Linked DNA regions of Mus musculus: regions 1 and 3 are each linked to region 2. Evidence: chromatin contacts called from public ChIA-PET and promoter capture Hi-C data. All regions are on one chromosome and are shown on one strand. The core of a region is the stretch at or near the end of the contact, and the rest is flanking DNA. Distances in the headings are between cores, read along the strand shown.

The links. Promoter capture Hi-C pulls out the DNA fragments that hold promoters and counts their contacts. ChIA-PET counts read pairs in DNA pulled down with a chosen protein or histone mark.
Region 1: a contact with region 2 is called in an RNA polymerase II ChIA-PET map of memory CD8 T cells, with 14 read pairs. The contact joins the promoter of Fndc11 here to the promoter of Dido1 in region 2. A contact is called at or near these places in 4 of 115 datasets of contacts at active chromatin or transcription factors (bone marrow-derived macrophages, effector CD8 T cells, embryonic stem cells and 1 more) and 1 of 9 other capture datasets (adipose tissue).
Region 3: a promoter capture Hi-C map of second pharyngeal arch cranial neural crest shows a contact between it and region 2. The contact joins the promoter of Rtel1 here to the promoter of Dido1 in region 2. A contact is called at or near these places in 5 of 39 promoter capture datasets (cranial neural crest, frontonasal cranial neural crest, liver and 2 more), 3 of 115 datasets of contacts at active chromatin or transcription factors (bone marrow-derived macrophages, embryonic stem cells and memory CD8 T cells) and 1 of 9 other capture datasets (adipose tissue).

The regions. Positions count from the first base shown.
Region 1 is chr2:181,217,701-181,221,604 of GRCm38.p6, reverse strand. Fndc11 (fibronectin type III domain containing 11) reads right to left here and starts at 1,571. Exons shown (of 2, transcript NM_001379472.1): 1 at 1,471-1,571; 2 at 1-211. The coding sequence starts at 201. It also overlaps the pseudogene Gm14398.
Region 2 is chr2:180,700,497-180,704,826 of GRCm38.p6, reverse strand. Dido1 (death inducer-obliterator 1) reads left to right here and starts at 2,725. Exons shown (of 16, transcript NM_175551.4): 1 at 2,725-2,866.
Region 3 is chr2:181,317,843-181,321,952 of GRCm38.p6, reverse strand. Rtel1 (regulator of telomere elongation helicase 1) reads right to left here and starts at 2,229. Exons shown (of 34, transcript NM_001001882.3): 1 at 2,097-2,229; 2 at 896-1,147. The coding sequence starts at 997.

The DNA.
Region 1 (3,904 bases), core at 322-2,821, 520 kb before region 2:
GTGGCGCTTGAGCAACTGGGGGCTCAGGTCTGTGGTCAGGAACTCACGCAGCACGTTGCGGCGCTCCATGTATGTCCTCCAAGCCTCTGGCTCCAGCAGCTGCTGGTCCTCTGCCTCCTCCACCTCCTCTGCGTCCAGGAAGGAATGTGGACTGTCCAGCTTCATTTTGTCCAGGGCCAGGCCTGTCACCTGGAAGTTCATTGTCTGGGAGCTGAGGGTAAGAACTAGGCATCAGCTGTGACCGTCAGATTGGCTCTGCCCCTCATCAGCCTCTGCCCCATAATGGCTTTTGCTCTCCCCTGGGACACAGCTTTCTGATCAGAGACCCCTGGAGGGGACAGAATAGTGGGCTGGGTACTGGGCAAAAGCAGATGATAAACGGGAAACTTCTATCAAGGGGCCAATAGTATTTTGTGGCGATGAGCTAATGGGGCTTATCAGACAGAGTGGGCTACAGGGACCAGAGTAGCCTGGGGAGAAGCTCTGGGATGTTGATTAGTTTTGAGACAGATCATAAGTCTCAGGTTCCTCACCTAACACAGGTCTGTGCCCAAGCTTAGGGTGATTCCCCATGCTTCCCAGTACTCTCCAGAGACCAGGTACACTGCAGGGGTGCAATGCTCAGGGACCAGGCTAACCAAAGACAAGACTCTACATCATCCTCACATAAAGGGGGGGGGGGGGACCTTGTGTGGCTAAGAACAGGGTAGATCCTCTCCCACCATCTCACAGATGGGGGTTGGGGGGAGTCTAACGCTAAAGCTTGTTAGGTTGGTCTTCCTTCATGGTCACTTTTGATTTTGACAGAACATCTCAGTCTGTTGTTCAGGCTGCCCTCCAACTCCTGTGCTCAAGCAGTCTTGGGACTCCAGGGGTGTATGCTCCTGTACCCAGTTTATCCCAAAGCTGGAACTGTTGACTCCAGAGTCAGCCCTCCTCTCCTTGTCCCCATACCTTTCCCCCAAATCTGGTTGTCTGTGGAGAGGCTGGTGTGCCACAAAGCCCAGTAGCCAGAGATCCCTGGAGAAGGTACCAACCTCCTGCTAGCTGTCCCTGGCACTGGGCCAGTGGCTTCACTTGGAAATCTCAGTTTGTGGAAACTGGGCTTGGATGAGCAAGAAACAGAGCTAAGAGACTGGATGACTACCTCAAAACCACACAGCTGGATAGTAAGATTGATCATGTCCCAAAGACTAATTCAAAGTGATTTGTGTGAATGGTGGTGCGTGCCGGGGGTGGGGGGTGGGGGGGGTTAGAACAGGCATCTGAGACAGCAGAGAATGGTTCCTGGCTGAATGCTAGCTGAGATCAGGGCCCCAAGACCCTGAGTCAACAGTTCATGGCCGCTAGAAAGCTCAATGGAAGTCTCCATAACTACTTCCCCATCTAAGCTATTCTATCACCCCTCCCCCTCCGTGGAGACTACCCACCCCGAGCTTCTGGGCACACCTCCTAAACTCCTCTACCTACCACTCCTCTTCCGGATCACCTCCGTGAGCCCCAGCCCCGCTCTGCAAGTGCCTGGCCGCCCGCTTCCTGTGCGGAGCCCAGCCAGAGCTGCAGGGTGCACTGCCAGATCCGCTCCCCCTGCCAAAGGCCTACTTGTTGCCATGGGAACCACTGGCCCTTGTGACGCTGTGCACATCCGGCCCAGGTGTAAGGAGCTCTTGATTTGAAGGCTAAATTTTGATATACGGCAGCAGCGATTTATGTCCAGGGCCTCACGGACTCGAAACAAACTCAACTTCAGCCCGCGCCACGGGCTAGTGGAATTGTTCCTCGGCATCGTGTTTCGCAGCAGTCCAGGAGCCTGCGGTGGCTGGGTCAGCAGCTTGGCTTGCAATGGGATTCTATGCAACGCAGGAAACTGGTGTCTTTGAGTGGGACAGAGCTGGCTGCTGGGACTCAAGAAGCCAGCAGATGCCAGTGGAGTGCAGGGAAGGGCCACCTGTTTGACATTCCAAGCCAAGCAGCCGCCTATGGGTCTCAAAGACGATGAGAAAGGAAGTGATATAGCAGCAGATGGCTAGGATCTCCTTAGCAAGCAGTCAGCAAGGTGAAGGGGTCTGGTTTTCCCAGGCCTCCAGAAACTCATGCCCTGTCCCCTCCAGTCTGAATAAACGGAGTCCATAGCTCTAGGAATCCTCAAAGGAATCCCCAAGTTGCAGTCTCATACTCCAAACTGGGCTTTGGACCCCTAGATTTAACACCCAGGTCCTTCCTCTTTATGAGCTAGCTTGGGGTTACTCCTAGCAAGGGTCTCAGGGTCTCAGCCACCTGAAAGCTGCTGACTCTTTTCCACTCGGTCAGTCCTTCTAGATTGGGTTTGTCTGGACTGAGTTACCTGGTTGTAACTCAAGTTTGCTACCAACTTGAATTATAGCTAGAGCTCCCAGCCCTCCTGATGGCATCTGACGGTGCTGGGGAATAGTTTTCCTATCTGTCAACCTATATTGGCTACAGACCTCAGAGGCCCCAGAGGGGGAGGGGGAGGAGGGAGAAGCGATGGGTGCTGGCTCTGTGCTCATCTAGGCTAGTTAGTCATGGTGGCCAGTTTGAGGGAGAAAGGGATGCCATCTGAAGGTCCAGGAGGGAAACTGGCCCCTGGGGAGTAGAAGAGAATAAAAAGCAGCAGGAAGAATACCAGCGCCCAGCTCTTCCTCAGGAAGGAGATGGGTGAGGCTCACTACCCTGTTCTTAGGGGTTGGGCTTGCTCTGGGTCTGTGAAAGCTGCTCTGCTCCACTTGATCGGTCTTTTTTTTTTTTTTTCCCAGTCCTAGTTTTAAAATTTTTAATTTTTTAGATTGATTTTTATGTATATGAGCATTTTACCTGCATGCCTGGTTCCCACAGAAGGCTGGTACCCACAGAGGTAGGAAGAGGACATTGGATCCCCTGGAACTGGAGTTAGGGATGGTTTTTATTTTTCTTTCTCTTTCTTTCTTTCTTTCTTTCTTCCTTCCTTTCTTTCTTTCTTTCTTTCTTTCTTTCTTTCTTTCTTTCTTTCTTTCAAGATTGATACATTTATTTTATGTGAGTACATGGTTGCTCTCTTCAGACACACAGGAAAGGGCATTACATTTCATTACAGATGGTTGTGAGCCACCATGGTTGCTGGGAATTGAACTCATGACCTCTGGAAGAGCAGTCAGTGCTCTTAACCGCTAAGCCATCTCTCCAGCCCTATTTCTTTCTTTTTAATTCTTTATTTTATGCTCAGTAATGTTTTGCTTGTATGTAAATCTGTGTGAGGGTGTCAGAAGCCCTGGGACTAAAATTATAGACAGGTTTGAGTCCCTATGTAGGTGCTAGAAATTGAACTTGGGTCCTCTGGAAGAGCAGCCTGTGCTGTTAACTGCTGAGCCATCTCTCCAGACCACAGGTGGTTTTTTGTTTTTTTGTTTTTTTGTTTTTGAAAAGTTAAAAATTCCTTAATTTTTTATTCCTGGTACCACTACCACAATTTACAGGGCAATATACCTGATGTAATGAAAAGAAAAAGAAAAAGACAAAGCTACAACAGATAAAAGACCTCAGGAATGTACATCTAATTGACACTACATTGCATTAATCAATAGCTGTACTTTTTGCAAACTGTGGCTATGACAGTCCTGAACAAGAAGGGTTTCCTGTTTAAGCTGCAGTAACTTTTCTGACTATGGATCATTGTTCCTTCTGTGGCAGATTTTTACAGTTCCTCTAATGCATTTGGGACGACTGTCTCAAAGTGACCTGCAGCTTTCCTGACAACTCCTTGCTCTCTCTCCTGCTAAGAACTGTAGCCATTTCTGTTTTATTTTAAAACCTTCTGCTACCATATCCCCCACTTCCACCTCCAGATCCATAGCCACCACCATAGGGACTGCCTGAGCTTCTTCCACCAAAACTGCCCCCCTTCATGGGT
Region 2 (4,330 bases), core at 1,476-3,975:
AAATAGGTGGGGCGTGTCCTGGGACAGCCACACTGGCTGTAACCCGGGACAGTTGCCAAGTTGACAGAAATGTCAGCCTGGTGGATTCATTAACTAGCTAAACTTCCTGTGTGTAACAGGTAGACCTGGGGGAGAGAAGTCATAAAAGTTGTCGGAGAGGCTACCGTATGATCAGAGGTACCACTATTCTGCAAGCCAAGGCAGGAATTGGAAGTTGTGTCATTGTGAAAAAGGGTAGCAGTTTATCACCGAGTTTTATAAAAGGGAAAAGCATTCTGAGGATAAAATACAAAATGCTTCCTTTAGGTAAATAATCAGTTACCAGGATGCCTGCTGTGTTTCGCAGAATAACTTTTGCCCCCTTGAGGTTGGGTCTCATTCAGCTGACAGACCAAGCTGTCCTTGAACCACAGAGACCAGCCTGCTGCTTTCCTAGTTCTGGGATTAAAGGCTTGGCCAGAACTACATTGTTTCCATGGATGCTTTCTTTTACTCTTAAAAGGAAAAAAAAATGTAAACCCTTGAATTCTGGAGTCCTTGGCTTCTGTTGAAGAGAGCTGCAAAACAGCTACACATTTACTCAAATAGTTTTCTCTGTTGGAAGGAGGTAATTTTTGTATCACTTCCCCTTTTCCTATAAATCACCATATCTTGGTTGTAGGGGTATCACACTGGTAAGAGCCCTTGTTGTAGAAGACTCAAGTTCAATTATCAGCTTCCACAAGGTGGCTCACAATCTCACAACTCCGATTCCAGGGGATCTGACACTCTTCTGACTTAAGTGGGGTCCTAGGCATAACACATGGTGCACATTCATACATGCAGGCAGAAATAAACTGGGAAAAAAAGAAAGGTCATTGACTTTTTTCTAAATCTCCGTGAACACCAGAAGAAGTCATCAGATCCCATTACAGATTGTTGTGGTTGCTGGGAATTGAACTCAGGACCTCTGGAAGAGCAGCCAATTCTCTTAACTGCTGAGCCATCTCTCTAGCCCCAACCTCTCTCTTTCTATAGGCAGGTTGGCACAGATTCTGTTCTTCTGTCGACTCATCAGTTTGTGACACATGTGCACTCTTTATTTTTTATTTTTCCTTTGAGACTTCTCACAGTGTTTCCCTGGCTGTCTTGATTGGTTTTTATTTGTTTTTGTTTTGTTTTGTTTTGTTCTAAGTATTTCACTCTGTAGCCAAAGCTGTCCTGGAACTCAAAATCTTCCTGCCTCAGCATCCTCAGTGCTTGTAATACAGAGGTCACTACACCTGGTTACAAAGTCTGTAAATTGCTGGGGGTTTTTTGGGCTTTTTTCTGTGCTGCCAGTACCTTGTGCTCTCGGTATTGTGATGGTTGGTGTTGGGTCTCAGCTGTGTATGGATGTAGCACTGCCAGATAAAGATCTGCTGCAAATTGGACCCTGCTGTTTTTAAAGTGAAATCGAAGACTGGTGCTTTACTCTATTGCCCTCCGTGCAAAGCAGCTGGTGATTTGTTATCGGATTCTTCAGTGCTGTGCAAGTAAACGCATTTTATCTAAAGTTAGCTGTTACAGATTACTCCATGCCTAGCATGGCCCTAGGGTGGCTCTGGGTTCCATCTCCAGCACTGCACATAATAAAATGAACTGTAAGTTAAATGTTGGGTTTTAGTTTTTTATATTTAAAAATGTTTATTTAATGTGTATGAATGGTCTGCTTTTATGTATGTGTACATGCAGTGGGTGCCTGATGCCTGAGGAGGGCACTGGATCCCCAGAACTGGAGTTGTTTGGCCGCTTGTGGATGCTGGGAACTTATTTCAAGGGCAGAGTTGAGTAATCAGGGTAGGCTCCTCCTTGACTAGAATCTGAAAGGTGGTATTGAAGGATCTCACCAAGGGAAGCAGAAGCAGCCTTCTACTGTACTGAAGGAAGCCCCATGAGCTGTCATGTAATCTTGGGAAATGTTAGAAAGAAAACTACTCAAGACCTGGGCTTCTGAATGGAGCATTGGAGGCCTCTACAATGTGAGAGAGGCCTTACTAGACCGGAGCACATGTTTGTTACAGGAAGCCGAAGTTAGAGTCCAGAAGAATGGCTTCCTAGCGTTGTGTCTGTGTGCTTACATAAATAAGAAGCTGGTTGTATGGGGCAAAGCTGAGCGTCTATCCCGGCATTAACTGCCCTCAGAGCAATGTGGCTAGTGTTCACGTTGCGACCTCTTTCTGGTTTCCTTAAGTAATATGGGGGACAGTGAAGGAATATCACTGTAGTTAGCGCTAGGGGGGGAAATTCTTAAATGCCTTCGTGAGGGGACTGGGGGTGGGGCCCTTGTAGGCACGAATGCCTGGACTTTGGCTCCTGGTCCATTTTTAGGAAGAAATGGACGGGGCAAGGAGTAAAGGATAGTATGAGGGAGTGAGTCCCTGTAGGGCTGGCGCCCCTCCCCGCTCTGCACACGCCCTGCCATAGGCGAGAGCTGCAGGGCTTTGAGGTTTTCCTGGCTCCTTCCCACCGGAATCCGGTGCTGGTTTGTTCCGAAGCACCAGTCCCTGCAGACACAGAGTTTAAGCTTTTGGAATGCTGGGCCGGGTGCTGTTCAAGGATAGCTGGAGGAACCTTTTAGTGGCATTGGCTCCCAGCTTAGCCCCTTAGTTCGGGACGCGGGAATCTGTCAAGCGTGCCCGGCCAACCAGGCTGGCGCTCCGGGGAACCCGGGTGGCGCATGCGTGCAAGAAGGGCGGCACAGCCGCTCTAGCCTCGCCGTAGCTCGGTGGCCGGTCGATTTCTTCCGCTTGCCGCGCGGCCTACCACTCTAGGACGGTAGTCTCGCTGGTCTCTGCTCTATATCCGTGGTAGCTCTGGAAATGGCTGCGGGATCCCGGCGGCCGGGGTAAGTGACTCTGTACTGTGAAGGAGGGCGGAAGCCGTGTGGACCCGAACGGCACTTGGACTCCGGACAAGGTGGAGCGGCGCCATGCCGGCAGCCTAGTTCCAGCGAGCGGCGCCGATGGCGCCGAGAAAATGGCGTCGCGGCCCGCGGGGCCCTTTCCGGCCCCGGGCTGAGGGATCGCGGTGGAGCGCGCGAGGCCGGCCGGCCGGGCGGGCGGTCTGCGTCTGGTTTCTGCCGAAATCACCGGTTGTCTTGTGTAGTCCAAGATGGTCTGGGTCTGGGAGGCTGTGGAGCCCTTGATTCTGAGTCGGAGTTAGGGGCCCAGCCTCCCGAGGCCGCAGGTTCTCGACACTTGCGGTAGGGCATTCGTGGTAGGACGTGACTGGGCCTGGGCGCGAATTTGCGGGTGTACGAGCAGATATCTCATGGGGGACTTCGGGGAAGATCCAGCCTCAGCCCTGTGTAGGGCCTGGGCGTTGTCTGGGCGCTCATTGCCTCTTGCCAGTGTTGGTGGCCAGGTGTGTGTTAATGTAGATTGATCTCAACAGTGACTCTTGAGTAAGAGGCCCTGGGTTTGATTGGGAATGTTGTGTATATTTGATTTTCCACAAAAGGATGCTCCTTGTTACACTTGTCAGGCAAACTCAGTTGTGTAAGGATGACAAACAGCACACAAAAAAGATTGTGTAATTGATGACCCCTGCCAGCACTCATGACCAGCACTTTCCTCCTGCCAATCAGTGCATGTGTAGCATCATAATAGCTTGTTGAGAACGTGTGCTAGGGGACCTGAGGAGAGCTCAGGTAGGTCTTGAAGGCGAGGTGGGATGTCTTCCTGCCTTCTGTCGTTCGCAGAAGTTTTCTACTGTCAGAAAAGCTCTCTGTACCTCTTCTGGTAGGTATTGTCTTAATAGGCTAAAGAGTCTTAATTCAGTCAGTGCTGAGCACCTCAAGTAATGATTTCTCTTCAGCATATGAGTACTGTCTGTGCCAGGCTGTACACTTCTGTCAGCACAGCATGTTTTACCATGTTACACATCTGCCCTTCGATACTAGGTGACTTCGGTTTAACCCAGAAGAGCAAAGATTCATGTTGCACTTAGATCCTTACATAGTGATCCGTGTTGTAGAATCTGTTTCTTATGCTCAAGCCCCAACTAAGAAATTGTTGCTGAGTGGAGTCTCCTTTAAGTCTTAGATGACTGGGTCCTTTATAGAAACCCAGTAGTCTCTGAGGTTTTGTGTTGATTCGGTTACAAAGGTTGTGTGATTTGCAGCCAGTGATAGTGAGCTCTTTGGAAAGAGGAGGTCAAAGCCCAAAGTCTGAGTTGTGCTCATTTGTTCTGAGTGTGCAGGCTCGCCTGTGAGACAGAACATGTTGACAAGGCTTTAGTTTATTTTCTTAGTGGTCATTTTGAGACCTTTATAAGGGAATGTGAGTGGGCAATTTACATAGTTTTAAAG
Region 3 (4,110 bases), core at 980-3,479, 620 kb before region 2:
GTCTCAAAATAGGAAACTGCTCTACAATTCTGGATATAGGCATTCACCATATTTGAACAGAATTTGATGTCTTCTGTCCCAGATATCAGATAGAAGCCTGAAGAAGACATTTGAGGAAAAAGTGATTCAAATACAAAAAGGCAACCTCAAGAAACTCAGTAGAAAGCTAAAAACTCCACACCCCTAAGATTTAAAGACTTTTTCCAGGGTTCAAACACAAAAGTCAGCCACAGTAATACATGCCTTTAGCCCTAGCATGCTGAAGGCAGAGACAGACAGATCTCTGTGAGTTGAAGCTAGCCTGGCTTATCCAGAACACCTAGGCTAAAAGTTAGATCCTGTCTCAAAAATAAAATAAATAAATCAAAGTCTCATTTTAAAACTTTCCAAGGGCTGGAGAGATGGCTCAGCGGTTAAGAGCACCGACTGCTCTTATGAAGGTCGTGAATTCAAATCCCAGCAACCACATGGTGGCCCACAACTGTCCATAACAAGATCTGATGCCCTCTTCTGGAGTGTCTGAAGACAGCTACAGTGTACTTACATACAATCAATAAATAAATCTAAAAAGAAAAAAAAAACTTTCCAAAACATTTTCCCCAAACGGTGAAAGCTGGGTATTCCTGCTCCTCTGCATAGAAATGTGCCTCCTAAGCCCATTCCTTATCAAATAGACCCAGCACAAACACCACCTACTCAGAAAGGACAGCAATACATTCTCAAAGTTATCCCTCTCTATAACTATCTCTTTTGTTCACTTGTTATAGTCTCCAACCAAAGAATGCAGACAAACCCAGTCTGGAATGGATGAGGGTAGGGCTACAGTAGGGGTTTGCTGAAGGTATGCCCTCATTGCCCCCTCTCTAAATTACTGTCTTGAGCTTTGTAGCTTTACCTTCTGGAGACATTCTAGCACCTTGGTCATATATTCCTGTTGGCATGGGTAGGGCTGGAAAGGAAAATCCACTGTCACACCATTCAGGACTACCCTGGGCATATCAGCCTATACTGAGGAAGACACGGTGGTAGGCCAAGATGCAGGCTGTCTGGGTCTGTGAGACAAACCCCTCTGATCATCTCAGTGTTTCAGCCACTCCAGGTAAGTGTTGGCAGCATGTGGCATCAGGTTTCCCTCTGTAAGAATTCCCTACAACACAGATAAGAAGAAATCAGCCTTTGTAGCCACAGACCATTACACCAATCATTTTAGGAAGCTGTCCTTGTAGGGTCAGAAAATCTGTTATTTCCCTATCAAAAGGTGCTTAGAGCCTATCATGGTGGCACACGCCTTTAATCTCAGCTCTCAGGAGGCAGAGGCAGGGGTATCTCTTAAGTTCGAAGCCAGCATGTCCAGGGAGTTCCAGGACAGCCAGGGCTATGTAGACCCTGTCTCAAAAAATAAAAAGGAGCTTAGAGATCTAAAGATGATCCCCTGGCTCACCCAATTCCATCCTAGACTGAAAAGCAAAGCAAAGCAAAAACCCAATGTAGTTATCAAAACAAGCACATTTTCAGCACTCTACCTGCAACTCTTCAAAAAGTCTGTGACTAAGAACCTAGGAGCATCCCCTTGTGGCCTGGACCTGAACACAAAAGCGTGGAATGTCTCCAACCTTTGATGCTCTTAAGATTGGGGTCATGCATCATTCGGTCCAGGTGTGCACCCGAATGCAAATAAAGTAGTAAAACAGGCAGGGCGTGGTGCTCCAGCCTTAGTTCCCAGCACTCAGGAGGAAAAAACAGATGGATCTCTGAGTTCGAGACCAGCATGGTCTGCAGAGCGAGTTCCAGGACAGCCAGGAATACACAGTGACATCCTGACACGCAAAACCAAAACCAACCAAACAAAGGTAGCAAAACAGAATCATGATCTGTTCAGCCCTCCGCAAGTCACTAAACTTCTCCAGACCTCCAAGTCTACTGACAGGCGAAAATCTATCCGCCGTCTTGGAACTAGCCCAGGGAGGCGCCTCTAGCTAGACACTGGCAGCAAGAGCCCGGGACCCAGAATGCACCGCGGCACTTCAGAACTAGCGAGTGCGTGATCTATGACCTCTATCCACTCAGATAAAACTGTCAAGCGACTCCCAGCTCACTTGTCTCGGTAGGGCTGCCTTTCAAAGTCCGGTATCAAACAACTGTAAAGACACGGATCCCGCGTGCTCCGCAGTCCGCTGATTGGAACTTCGCGGGCAGATCCGTGTAGCCACGCCTAAATGCTACACTTCCGTTTCCTCCCTTCCGGTCCGCTACTTTGCACCCGGGCGGAAACCGGGTTCCGCGACTTCTGAGTCAGCAGGTTCCCTCGCCTCTGGACGCCAGGGGGCTGGGGGCTGGGGGGTGGGGCTTCGTGCAGTGGACCTGGCCTCATCTCTGTATTCTATCCAAAGCACTTAATATCGTCTAGAGTCTCGCTTGTCTCCCACTCTTTTTGCTTGTTTGTTTCGAAACAGGTTTTCTCTCTGTAGCCTTGATTGCCCTAGAGCTCACTCTGTAGACCAGGTTGACCTGCCTCTTCCAAGTGCTGGGATGAAAGGCGTGCACGCCCGGACACTCATCCCCACTTTTGCATTATAAGCTCCATCTTCTGGAATCTACTAGTTCATTTGGCCAGGCCACTTACATTGTCCGCACAACTAAACAAATCTAAAGCTTTCTTGTGGTTACTGACCTCAAGTCACAAAAGGCATCTTTTCACAGCTGGAGTATATAAAATCCAAATGGCTGCATCTTACCTAGACCCCCACCCCACATTAAGAGTTCTCACTGCCTCCTCTCTCACCCAGGGTCCAGCTTATTTTCCAATCAGTGTCTGCTAGCTGTCAGGTGAGTTCCTCTAAATCTCTAGCACCTAGCACTAGCTGACAGTCAACAAGGAGCTCCAGGGAAGAGAGAGCTGCAAAGTCCTTCAGGGCGGTGCTGACATCAGAGGTGTTTGTTTATTTCAGGCAATCCCAATAGGTATTAGAAAGAAATTGACATTTCAGTGGCTGGCTCTCCACTACTAATAGATACTTGTTTCAGAGCTTCTCTTTAATACCCAGGTAGTTTCCCACAGAAATGCCCATACTTGTGCATGTGAGATCATACTTACAGAACACCCTGACAAACCTATAGATTTCCTTCAGACCCTCATCTCTTATTGGGAATTTGAAGATGAAGGAGGCCACACACACTGGGATGGCACCAATTCCAGGCAAAACTTTCTGGGCTACTAGTGAAGCTGAGACATGAGCTGATTCATCTGCTGCTTGGGTTCACATCAAGACAAGTCTAGTTCACAGCACATAGGTAGTTGCTTTGAGGCAGCATGCCCAGCTTATAATGAAACTATCCTGGAAGGAATGAATATATTCTAAGAGATGCATATGATCTTCCTTTTGACTATCAGGCCATTTAAACAATGGACCCCCCAGAAATTGGAATTCCCCAGGAAAGGAAGGAAAAGAGTGAGGGGTACCAGACAGAGAAGGGACTCTTCTTAGGGAAGAAGATTTTATGCAGTTATGACAACTTGTCAGACCACTGTGGCAAAGAGACTGAAGCTAGAGATGATGGTTAGGACCCAAGGCTGCATAGTAATGTACACATCATCCAAATAAACCTAAGGATCAGAGCTGTAAGGATCATTTGGGAGATAATTGGACTTCACTGTTCCTCTGCCCAGTGTTGCCATATTGAAAAAAAAAAATCCTAGCTGGGCGGTGGTGGCACACGCCTTTGATCCCAGCACTTGGGAGGCAGAGGCAGGAGAATATCTGAGTTGGAGGCCAGCCTGGTCTACAAAGTGAGTTCCAGGACAGCCAGGACTATACAGAGAAACCCTGTCTCGAAAAAAACCAAAACAAAACAAAAAAATCCTTTTCTATTTTCACTATTACATTGTCTACTTTTTTTTTCCTCTGTGAATAAAACACTATCTCAATTATAGGGTAGATGTAAACCAACCACACATAAGATTGTGATAAGTATAAAGAAGAGAAATTATATTAAAGGGTTCCCCTGACTAGAGGCCAGGAAAGACTTCCATGAAGACTGTTGTGGGAATATTTTGGGAAAAGCTATGTTGCGCTTAGCTATAGGACTTAGTCATAGCAAATCTTCTAGAAA